Regions from separate parts of the Sus scrofa genome. Here region 1 is linked to region 2. Evidence: chromatin contacts called from public promoter capture Hi-C data. All regions are on one chromosome and are shown on one strand. Each heading gives the region's core, a stretch centred on a gene start, on an enhancer-like site or on the middle of the called end of the contact. The rest is flanking DNA. Distances are from core to core; before and after follow the strand shown.

Evidence for each region. Promoter capture Hi-C pulls out the DNA fragments that hold promoters and counts their contacts.
Region 1: a promoter capture Hi-C map of fetal liver shows a contact between it and region 2, with 5 times the contacts expected there. The contact joins the promoter of ING1 here to the promoter of IRS2 in region 2. A contact is called at or near these places in 2 of 5 promoter capture datasets (fetal liver and liver) and 2 of 47 Hi-C or Micro-C datasets (heart right ventricle and liver).

Annotation. Positions count from the first base shown.
Region 1 is chr11:77,267,081-77,272,492 of Sscrofa11.1, reverse strand. ING1 (inhibitor of growth protein 1) reads right to left here and starts at 2,221. Exons shown (of 2, transcript XM_021065917.1): 1 at 1,888-2,221. The coding sequence starts at 2,086. CARS2 (probable cysteine--tRNA ligase, mitochondrial) reads left to right here and starts at 2,557. Exons shown (of 15, transcript XM_021065916.1): 1 at 2,557-2,865.
Region 2 is chr11:76,652,259-76,657,144 of Sscrofa11.1, reverse strand. It overlaps IRS2 (insulin receptor substrate 2), which reads left to right and starts at 2,506. Exons shown (of 3, transcript XM_021065907.1): 1 at 2,506-4,886. The coding sequence starts at 2,532. LOC110255859 (a long non-coding RNA gene) reads right to left here and starts at 1,734. Exons shown (of 2, transcript XR_002336770.1): 1 at 1-1,734.

The sequences.
Region 1 (5,412 bases), core at 972-3,471, 620 kb before region 2:
TTCTGGGCGGCCGAGGCAGCAGAGAACGACCCACAGGTCCTCTTCCCCTGCCATGTTCCTCTCCAAGTCGACAATATTTGCCTGCGCCCCCCGAGCACAGCACAGATGGGCGACTTCCTCGCCCCATCCTCCCTTCCCTCCCCTCCCCTTGACCACTGCACGCACAGAATAAAGCCCTGGCCCTCCGCAAACTACACCCGGCCGCGTCGCCCCCCGTACGTCGGCCCTCGCTCCGTGTCCAGCACCGCGGGAGGGCCGGGGGCTGGGTGGGGGCGACTGGGGCTGCACCACGCGGAGTACCGACCCCGGACTTTATGTAACACTCAGATTCGGGACTGAGTGAAGGTGGTTCCGGGGATGGCGAGCAGGGCCGGCGGACCCCTCGCCCGCATTGCCCTCCCAGCAGCCCTGCGCGCAGCACCGTCTCTGAGCCCCTAGCTAGCGACCGCTGCACATCCCTCCCTCGGCGCCTCAGCCGGCGCCCCCTGCGCCCCCTCCCCCGCAGCACCCCGCCTCGTCACTTCACTACAAAGAGCGCTTTGCTCGCGCAGCCTGGCATTGAGACCTCTCGTTCCTTCTTCCTCCTCCGTGTCCGGGCTTCGCGCACAAGGACCTTCGCAAATCAAAGACGCTCCAGACCTTTTGTTTCTGTCCGGCCAGGGCCCCGCCGCGGGATCGAGGCTCCCCAAGCGGGGATCAGGACGGCCCGCGGCCCCGCGGCGCGCCGCGACCGACGGGGATGGAGCAGCCGCCCCCGCCCATCCATCCCGCCGTACCTTGGTATTTCGCGTCGATCTCCCGCATCAGCGAGACGTTTCTCTGCAGATCGAAAGGCAGAGACTCGATGGAGTCCAGGTAGTCCTCCACATAGTTCACCAGGTGGATCTGCTCCCCGTTGGCAGGGCTCAACATGGTTCACCGAGGTCCCCGGCGACTCGGCGCGGCTTTCCGCTTCCTCCGGCCCCCGCCCCCTCGGAGCCCAGCGCTGCAAAATGCAAGGCTCCCGCCCGCCGGCGCCTCCCCTCCGGCCGGCCCCGCGCCGCTACATCTGCGAGCTGCACCGCCTGGGCCCGGGGACCGGCGCCTGGCGGGCCGGGCCGGAGCTCGGCGGCCTCGGGCGCGGGGCGGGCGCGGGCGGGCGTGCGGGCGCGCACCCCGGCGCAGGGGCCGGGGCCGGGGCCGAGCGAGCGCGGGAAGGGGCGCGCGCCGCCCGCCGCGCCGCACTTGTCCAACGTGGAAAACCCAAATACCAGTTTCAAACACTTGGGAAACATTCGGCCCCCTGCATCGCGCATGCGTCCTGGCCCCACCGCCCCCTCCCCCGTGGGCCCCGCCCCCGCCGCATTCACGCCCCTCACCGGCCCCGCCGCACGGGGGTGTGGCTTTGTCTGTCACTTTTGCCGGGGCAGGGGCCGCGGGGGCAAGGGGCAGCGGGCGAGCTGAAAACTTTAGTGGGAGTTTCGCACTTGCAGGCAAAGTGCGTTGGGCGGGGCTGCATGGCCGCTGGGTGTTGCGGGAGAGGCAGGTGGCATAGCCCAGAGCTCTCTGGAACCGACCCGGCCTCGGGACCATCACAATCCCGGGTCACCATCTCCTTCCCTTTGCTCAGTCCCACACTCCTGATCCCGCCTCGCAGCCGGGAAATAAGTACGGCCCGGAACAGACTGGCAACCTCGAGGGCCAATCCAGGTTCCGCCCTCACCCCGGCGGCCCAATCAGGAGAAAGAATAGGCGGGGCGATCACGGACACCTCCCCCTCGGCTCTTACTACTAGAAACCCGCGTCCCTCCGGGGGCGGAGGGACCAGGCTGGCCCGGCAAGACGGAAGTGGTTGCGCATGCGTACTTGTGTGGCCAAGAGGCCCATTTGCCCGCGCCGGAGACCTACCATTCGGCAGTCGGACCACCACTCCCGGCAGCCTCGGCGGCTCCCGCGCCTGCGCGGTCCTCACCGCCCGCCCTTTGTGTTGCCGGCCGGAGCCCAGCGCCGAGCGGCTTGGAGACAAAGGGACCCGAGAGGGGAGCGGTTCGCCAGGCCGGGTCCCCGTAGAGGGCAGGTGACCCCGACCCCTTCCCGCATGTGCCATGGAATCCTCTCTTAAAGTCCGCGCCCCCACTTCGAAAGACCACCCAAGCCGTGGTGGGGCAAGCGTCCGGGCGCCCGGGTCCCGGGGGCCTCTCCCTGTGCAGCCTTGGGCCCCCCTCCCCCTCCTCCCCGCCCTAAACGCCTGGATTTGGGCTTCCGAGGAGCCCCGTTGCCTAGACGACGGGGCCGCGCGAGGCCCGCCTCTTCCGGCCGAGGCCCCGCCTGTGGGCGTGGCCCCCTCCCCCGCTTTGTCCGCGGCGTGCGGGTCTGCGCCGCGCTTGGTGCTTTTCGGAGGACTCGTTTGGCCTCCTTTGTCCTGCCCTGTCCTTTGGCGGGTGTCGTGTCGCCAACTCTAACCCTGTCAGGTAGTTCGGCCTCGGCCCCTGACGTCCCTACCGCCTCTGTGCCTGGGCGGCGCTGCGTCTCTCGGACGGGTGGGTGGGCGGGTTCGCCTGGCTCCGGGTGCCCTGCTGCCCGTGGCCGCTCCCCCTGGGACTGAATCGATGCTCTGCGGTTCATCACGTTCTGGTGGAGTTCCCGAGTGTCCGGAGAACAGTGTCGTGACAACCAAGACCGCGGGAGAGTTTCTTAATTACTCAGTGTCATTCAGACCGAGCCAGTGTTTGTAAAATAGGTTTTGATCCGCAGTGCCCCTAGCAGCGATCTGCAGAGCAGTCCGCGATGTGGCTGTCAGTGCAGACTAAGTTGGGCTGGTCGTCTTTGGAAATGGGTTGGAACGCTGCTGCGGTGATAAACGACGAGTAGGAGTAAAACTTTGAGGTAAATGGGTTTGATCTTCATTCTACCCCTTCATCGCACCCTCACATCAGGAAACGTTCACTTCGATATTTGGGAAAGTGGTTATTTTACTTAGAGAGTCACACTTTTCCAGCTTGGGCCCAGTGTAAAGCAAATGATAGGTAAAGTTTCATTTATTGGCCACTAGCCTGCTTAAAAGGCTTTAATACTGTGACACTATGTGGCAACGAAGAGACTATATGGAATAGAGTAAACGTTGCATAGGAGAAACGCATATACGTAATTTTAAAGTACAGTAACAAGAAAGAGGTTCTTTTAATCCTTGCATTCACTGGCTCTAAAATGAGTAGTGTTTATCTGAATTTAAGAATAAAGGTGGGCGTTCCCGTCGTGGCGCAGTGGTTAACGAATCTGACTAGGAACCATGAGGTTGTGGGTTCGATCCCTGGCCTTGCTCAGTGGGTTAAGGATCCGCGTTGCTGTGAGCTGTGGTGTAGGTAGCAGACGTGGCTCAGATCCCACGTTGCTGTGGCTCTGGCGTAGGCCGGTGGCTACAGCTCCGATTCGACCCCTAGCCTGGGAACCTCCATATGCCGAGGGAGCGGCCCAAGACATGGCAAAAAGCCAAAAAACTAAAAATAAATTAAAAAAAAAAAATAAAGGTGGAGTTCTTGTCATGGTGCAGTGGAAACTAGTCCGATTAGGAACCATGAGGGTCCAGGTTTCATCCCTAGCCTCTCTCAGTGGGTTAAGGATTCGGTGTGACCCTGAGCTGTAGTGTAGGTTGCAGATGCAGCTCGGATCTGGTGTTGCTGTGACTCTGGTGTAGGCCAGCAGCTGTTAAAAAAAAAAAAAAAAGAAAGAAAAAAGGTGAGAAATAATTTACCCTTCCCAATGACCATCAAGCTGGAGTGTTTGTTGTTTTGTTTTGTTTTTTTGCTTTTTAGAGCTGCATCTGTGGCATATGAAGGTTCCCAGGCTAGAGGTTGAATCAGAGCTGTAGCTGCTGGCCTACACCACAGCCACAGCAACGCAGGATCCAAGCTGCGTCTGTGACCTACACCACAGGTCACAGCAACGCCAGATCCTTAACCCGCTGAGTGAGGCCAGGGATTGAATCTGCAACCTCATGGCTCCTAGTTGGCTTCGTTTCCGCTGCACAACGATGGGGAACTCCTGCTGTTGTTTTTTTCTTTTTTTTTAATGACTAGCTGTGGCATATGGAAGTTCCCAGACCAAGGGTCTGATTGGAGCTACAGCTACAGGCCTACACCACAGCCACAGCAACACCAGATCCCAGACCTGTCTCCGACCTACACCTCGGCTCAGGGCAACACCGGATCCTTAACCCGCTGAGCCAGGAAAGGAACCGAATCCTAGTTGTCCTGGATACTAGTTGGGTTGGTTACCGCTGAGCCAGGATGGGAAATCCCGGAGGTTTTTTTGTTTGTTTCTGCTTTTTTTTGGTCTTTTTAGGGCTGCACCCGTGGCATATGGAGGTTCCCAGGCTAGGGGTCTAATTGGAGCTACAGCTGCCGGCCTACACCACAGCCACAGCAAGGAGGGATCCAAGCCCTGTCTGTGAACTACAGCACAGCTCATGGCAATGCCAGATCCTTAATCCACTGAGGGAGGCCAGGGATCGAACCCAAAACCTCATGGTTCCTAGTCAGATTCGTTTCCACTGGGCCACGACGGGAACTCCAGGTTCTTTTTTGCCTTTTTTTTTAAATCAAGATGTCATGTCTTTTTTTTTTTTTTGGCTGCCCTGGAGGCACATGGAGATGTCATATCAATAATGATTCCTCTCATTTTTTCATGGACTTGACAGACGTGTGAAACACAACAGCTTTTTATTCATTCAACAAGAAGTATTTAGGATTGTCTACCATGTCTTTTATGCACTAGGAATGCAGTGGTGAATAATGGCTACAAGACATTTAATTTACCCCTTGGGCTAAAAAGTCAGAAAATATTTGATTAGCTTTACAAAGTTCTTAAAATGTATACCAATGACTTACTGTTTTCTGGACAAGGTTAGAGGACCAGTAGTAAAATATAGTTAATGGTGATCAGTCATTTAATTAAGTTAATTAATTTATTTTTTGGTCGCCCCTTGGCATATGGAGTCTTCAGGCCAGTGATCAGATCTGAGCCACTGTTGCTACCTAAGCCACAGCTGCGGCAACAGTGGATCCTTAACCCACCCTGTGGAGCAGGGGATTGAACCTGCATCTCAGCACTCCCAAGACTCGGGGGATCCCATTGGGCCACAGTGAGACCTCCTGATCGGGCATTTTAAATATGCCACTATGGAAAAGGGTATTTCTAGTTTTAATGGAGATGCTCAAACCTATGGGAATAAAAGAGATGAACATACAATTCTTTGTTTTGAAGTGCTTAAAATATAAATCCTAGTACATTTATCTCAAACCTGCAATGCCCTGAACAATATGCTACCCTACCTACTGTACTTTGGATTTACAAAATTTTGCTTTAAAAGAAAATGCCATGCTGAGAACTACGTTTTGTTGTTGTTGTCATTCAGGAGTAAGAAATGGCATTCAT
Region 2 (4,886 bases), core at 1,257-3,756:
TCTGATTGGACAGATCGCTAGGCAACAGCTGTTCCCATCCAAAGGGCAACAAGATCTAAAAAGAATACAAAACCAAAGTGCAATGATCATAAGGGTGGTGCCCTCAACGCACACACAATCATACACACCCACACACAGAAACACACACAGAGATATACACACACACTTAAAGCAGCACTCCTAAAAGTATTTTTTAAAGCGTGGTTAAAAATGAAGGATCAAGTTTAAATATACCTCTCTATAGTTCTATGATGGTATTTGTCATTGATTATTCCTGCTTATATTACTCATCAATAATCATAACTTGTATACCTAACAAACAAAAATGCTATGATCTTTCTGTAAGTAGGGATCTCCTGACCCATAGAATTAACTGGTAGAATTTTTAAGTCCCATTTTTACAACCATGTTAAATATATAGATCATCCTTTCAAAAAATTACAATCTTAAATCATTTTTTTTAATGTAGGGCTTCATCCCATTTAACATAAAGACTTTTATAAAGTATAGAGGACATTTAAAGGCAAACTTCCAGGACTTATAAAAATTAACCAACACTGTTGTTTCAAACTATTTCATGAAGGCACATAATTAAAAAAAAAAAAAAAAAGTAAGGGCTTTTGTGTTTAGCCTTCTTAGTTTCTGCAGGATCTGGAGCCTGCCTGGATCCGAACCCAAGAACTCCCCCTCTCACCAGTAGCCCTCACTGTTATTTGGGAGATGCGATTGTACCGGGTGAGTCCTCATTTGTAATCGACTTTGAAAGTCACAAAAGCCACGTAGATGTAAACACTCGAAGCACTTCTTCAAGGGCGTATTCCACGCGGCGCAGACTGCGGGCTAAGCGCGCGCAGGTCTGCAGCCGCCCGCTCCTGCGCCTCCCCCACGCGGTGCCGAGGGTCGGGCGGGAGGAGGGCACCCGCGGCGGGGACCCGGCTCCCGGGGCTGTGTGCTCGCTGGAGCCCGCCCTCTTCCCGGCACTATGGAAACTGCAGTTCTCCACGCCCGCTCGTCCTCCTTCTCTTTCTCCTATTACATCCCCAACAGCCGATTTCAACTTCCCGAGAACCTGACAAGTGAATGGCGCTGATGACGCCCCGGAAAGAGCCCACGACCGGGTGCGGGGGAAGGGCGCCCCTGAGCGGGTGGGATCCCGCCAGCGGCCGCCGCCAGCGCGGCCTGGGGTAGAGGGCGCCGCATCCGCGCCCCCTCCCGCACCCCGACTCTCCTTCCAGGAAGGGGCACCGAAGCTGCTGCCGATCCAGAGCTCACCGGTGACGGACTAATGTGATGCTCGTAAACAAGCCGGGGCCGGGCACCCGGGAACCACCCAGGCGCAAACCCGCCAAGGCGCGCCCCCACCCCGAGCCTGGGCGCGGGATCTGCTGGCCGAAGTGTGTGTTGGGGGAAGGTGGTTCCGAGAGGGCAGCCAAGTTCACTGCCCCTTCTTGGCCCCCAGCAAATGGGGCGGCGGCGGGGCGATGCGGGGCCCGAGTGGGGTGCTACCTCCGCCTCCCCTGCACCAAGCCCAGGTCCGCGGTCTCGGCCCCTGATCTCCGCAGGCGCCCACCCCCTACAGTGTTCCCTCCCCCGGTCCCCTCCCCGGCGGAAGCTTCGAGCCCAATTAATTGAGTCAAAGGCGGGAGGGCAGGGCCCTCCGCGCGGCGGCCGGCCCCCGCCCCTCCCGCGCGCCCCTTTTCCCGCCCTGGGTGGCATCTCCTCCGCCGGCATCCCCAACGAGCCTCTGATTAATGAGGCTCGGGCCGGCCCCCACCCCGCCCCGGGCCCCGGCCTCCGCGGGAGGGGGAGGGGACGGCGGGAAACGCGGCCCCGGGAGAAAGGGGGGCGGGGCGGGGGCGCGCGGCCCGCCCCCCCCGCGCCCGGCGCCCATTGGCCGCACGCGCCGTCCGTCCGGGGGCGCGGCGCCAATGCGGGCGGCGGGGCGGGGCGGCCGCGCAGTGTGTGCCTGCGTAACGCCGAGTCACATGTTGTTTTGCTCTTCTTAGTTCAGTCACTCGGTGCGCGATGTGTTACTCACTGTGCGGCGGGGACCGCGACGAGCCCGGGTCGCCGTTGGCAGCAGCAGCAGCACCAACCCCGGCGGCGGCGCGGACCCCGAGTACCCGGGCACACCCCGGCACCGCGGAGCGCGGCGCAGCGGCGGGACCGGTGCGGCCGCGCGCGCCTTAAGGCTCGGCCCCACGGCTCGGGGACCCCGACTCTCGGCCCAGCCAGCGAGTCCCCAGGCGCCGCCCGAGAGCCCAGGAGGAAGCGGCCGCGGGCAGCCGGGCCAGGGGGCGGCCACCGCCCGCGTTGGTCATCCTCTGGGGCCCCGGAGCGCGGAGGGCGCTGCGCCACCGCGCGGTGCCGGCCCCCGCGGGCCTCCCCGAACCTTCTCCACCTCCTGGGCCCGAGGGACGCGGGCTCGGGCGGGCGAGCAGGGGGGGGAGGGAGCCGCTCCCGCCCGCGCCCCCTCCGCTCCCTCCAGCCCCTCCAAGCCCGGCCGGGCGGCGGGGCCTGAATCGCCGGCGATGGCGAGCCCGCCGCTGCACGGGCCCCCCGGGCCGGCGGGCGGCGACGGCCCCAACCTCAACAACAACAACAACAACAACAACCACAGCGTGCGCAAGTGCGGCTACCTGCGCAAGCAGAAGCACGGCCACAAGCGCTTCTTCGTGCTGCGCGGGCCCGGCGCGGGCGGCGACGAGGCGACGGCGACAGCGGGTGGGGGGTCGGCGCCGCAGCCGCCGCGGCTCGAGTACTACGAGAGCGAGAAGAAGTGGCGGAGCAAGGCGGGCGCCCCGAAGCGGGTCATCGCGCTCGACTGCTGCCTGAACATCAACAAGCGCGCTGACGCCAAGCACAAGTACCTGATCGCCCTCTACACCAAGGACGAGTACTTTGCCGTAGCGGCCGAGAACGAGCAGGAGCAGGAGGGCTGGTACCGCGCGCTCACCGACCTGGTCAGCGAGGGCCGCGCGAGCGCCGGCGACGCGCCCCCCGCCGCCGCCACCGCCGCGTCCTGCAGCGCCTCCCTGCCCGGCGCCCTGGGCGGCTCGGCCGGCGCCGCGGCGGCCGATGACAGCTACGGGCTGGTGGCGCCCGCCACGGCCGCCTACCGCGAGGTGTGGCAGGTGAACCTGAAGCCCAAGGGCCTGGGCCAGAGCAAGAACCTGACGGGCGTGTACCGCCTGTGCCTGTCGGCGCGCACCATCGGCTTCGTGAAGCTCAACTGCGAGCAGCCGTCGGTGACCCTGCAGCTCATGAACATCCGCCGCTGCGGCCACTCGGACAGCTTCTTCTTCATCGAGGTGGGCCGCTCGGCCGTCACGGGCCCGGGAGAGCTGTGGATGCAGGCGGACGACTCGGTGGTGGCCCAGAACATCCACGAGACCATCCTGGAGGCCATGAAGGCGCTCAAGGAGCTCTTCGAGTTCCGGCCGCGCAGCAAGAGCCAGTCGTCCGGCTCGTCAGCCACGCACCCCATCAGCGTCCCCGGCGCGCGCCGCCACCACCACCTGGTCAACCTGCCCCCCAGCCAGACTGGCCTGGTGCGCCGCTCGCGCACGGACAGCCTGGCCGCCACCCCGCCGGCGGCCAAGTGCAGCTCGTGCCGGGTTCGCACGGCCAGCGAGGGCGACGGCGGCGCGGCTGCGGGGGCCGGGGCGGCAGGCGGGAGGCCGGTGTCGGTGTCGGGGAGCCCCCTGAGCCCAGGGCCTGTGCGCGCGCCCCTGAGCCGCTCGCACACCCTGAGCGGCGGCTGCGGCGGCCGCGCCAGCAAAGTGACGCTGGCGCCGGCAGGGGGCGCTCTGCAACACAGCCGCTCCATGTCCATGCCCGTGGCGCACTCGCCCCCGGCCGCCACCAGCCCGGGCAGCCTGTCGTCCAGCAGCGGGCATGGCTCGGGCTCCTACCCGCCACCTCCCGGCCCACACCCGCACCTGCAGCATCCCCTGCACCCTCAGCGACCCTCCAGCGGCAGCGCCTCGGCTTCGGGCTCCCCCAGCGACCCTGGCTTTATGTCCCTGGATGAGTATGGCTCTAGCCCTGGGGACCTGAGAGCCTTCTGCAGCCACAGGAGCAACACGCCCGAATCCATCGCCGAGACTCCCCCGGCCAGGGACGTCAGCGGGGGCGAGCTGTACGGGTACATGACCATGGACCGGCCTCTGAGCCACTGTGGGCGCCCCTACCGCAGGGTATCCGGGGACGGGGCCCAGGACTTGGATAGAGGGCTGAGAAAGAGGACTTACTCCCTGACCACACCTGCCCGGCAGCGGCCGGTGCCCCAGCCCTCCTCCGCATCCCTGGATGAATACACCTTGATGCGGGCCACCTTCTCTGGCAGCTCGGGCCGTCTCTGCCCGTCCTGCCCCGTGTCCTCTCCCAAAGTGGCCTACCACCCCTACCCCGAAGACTACGGCGACATCGAGATTGGGTCGCACCGGAGCTCCAGCAGTAACCTGGGCACGGATGACGGCTACATGCCCATGACCCCTGGCGTGGCCCTCATGGGTGGTGGCAGTGGGAGCTGCAAGAGTGACGACTACATGCCCATGAGCCCCACCAGCGTGTCGGCCCCGAAGCAGATCCTGCAGCCACGGGCCACTGCAGCGGCCGTGCCCCCCACAGGGGCGGCGGTGCCCACGCCCACTTCTGCAGCCAGCAGGGCCTTTCCGGGGAGTGGGGGCAGCAGCTACAAGGCCAGCTCCCCGGCCGAGAGCTCCCCGGAGGACAGCGGGTATATGCGCATGTGGTGCGGCTCCAAGCTGTCCATGGAGAACGCTGATGGCAAGCTGCTTTCCAACGGGGACTATCTCAACATGTCCCCCAGCGACGTGGGTGCCCCGGGCACCCCGCCTGACTTCTTCGCGGCTGCCCTGCAC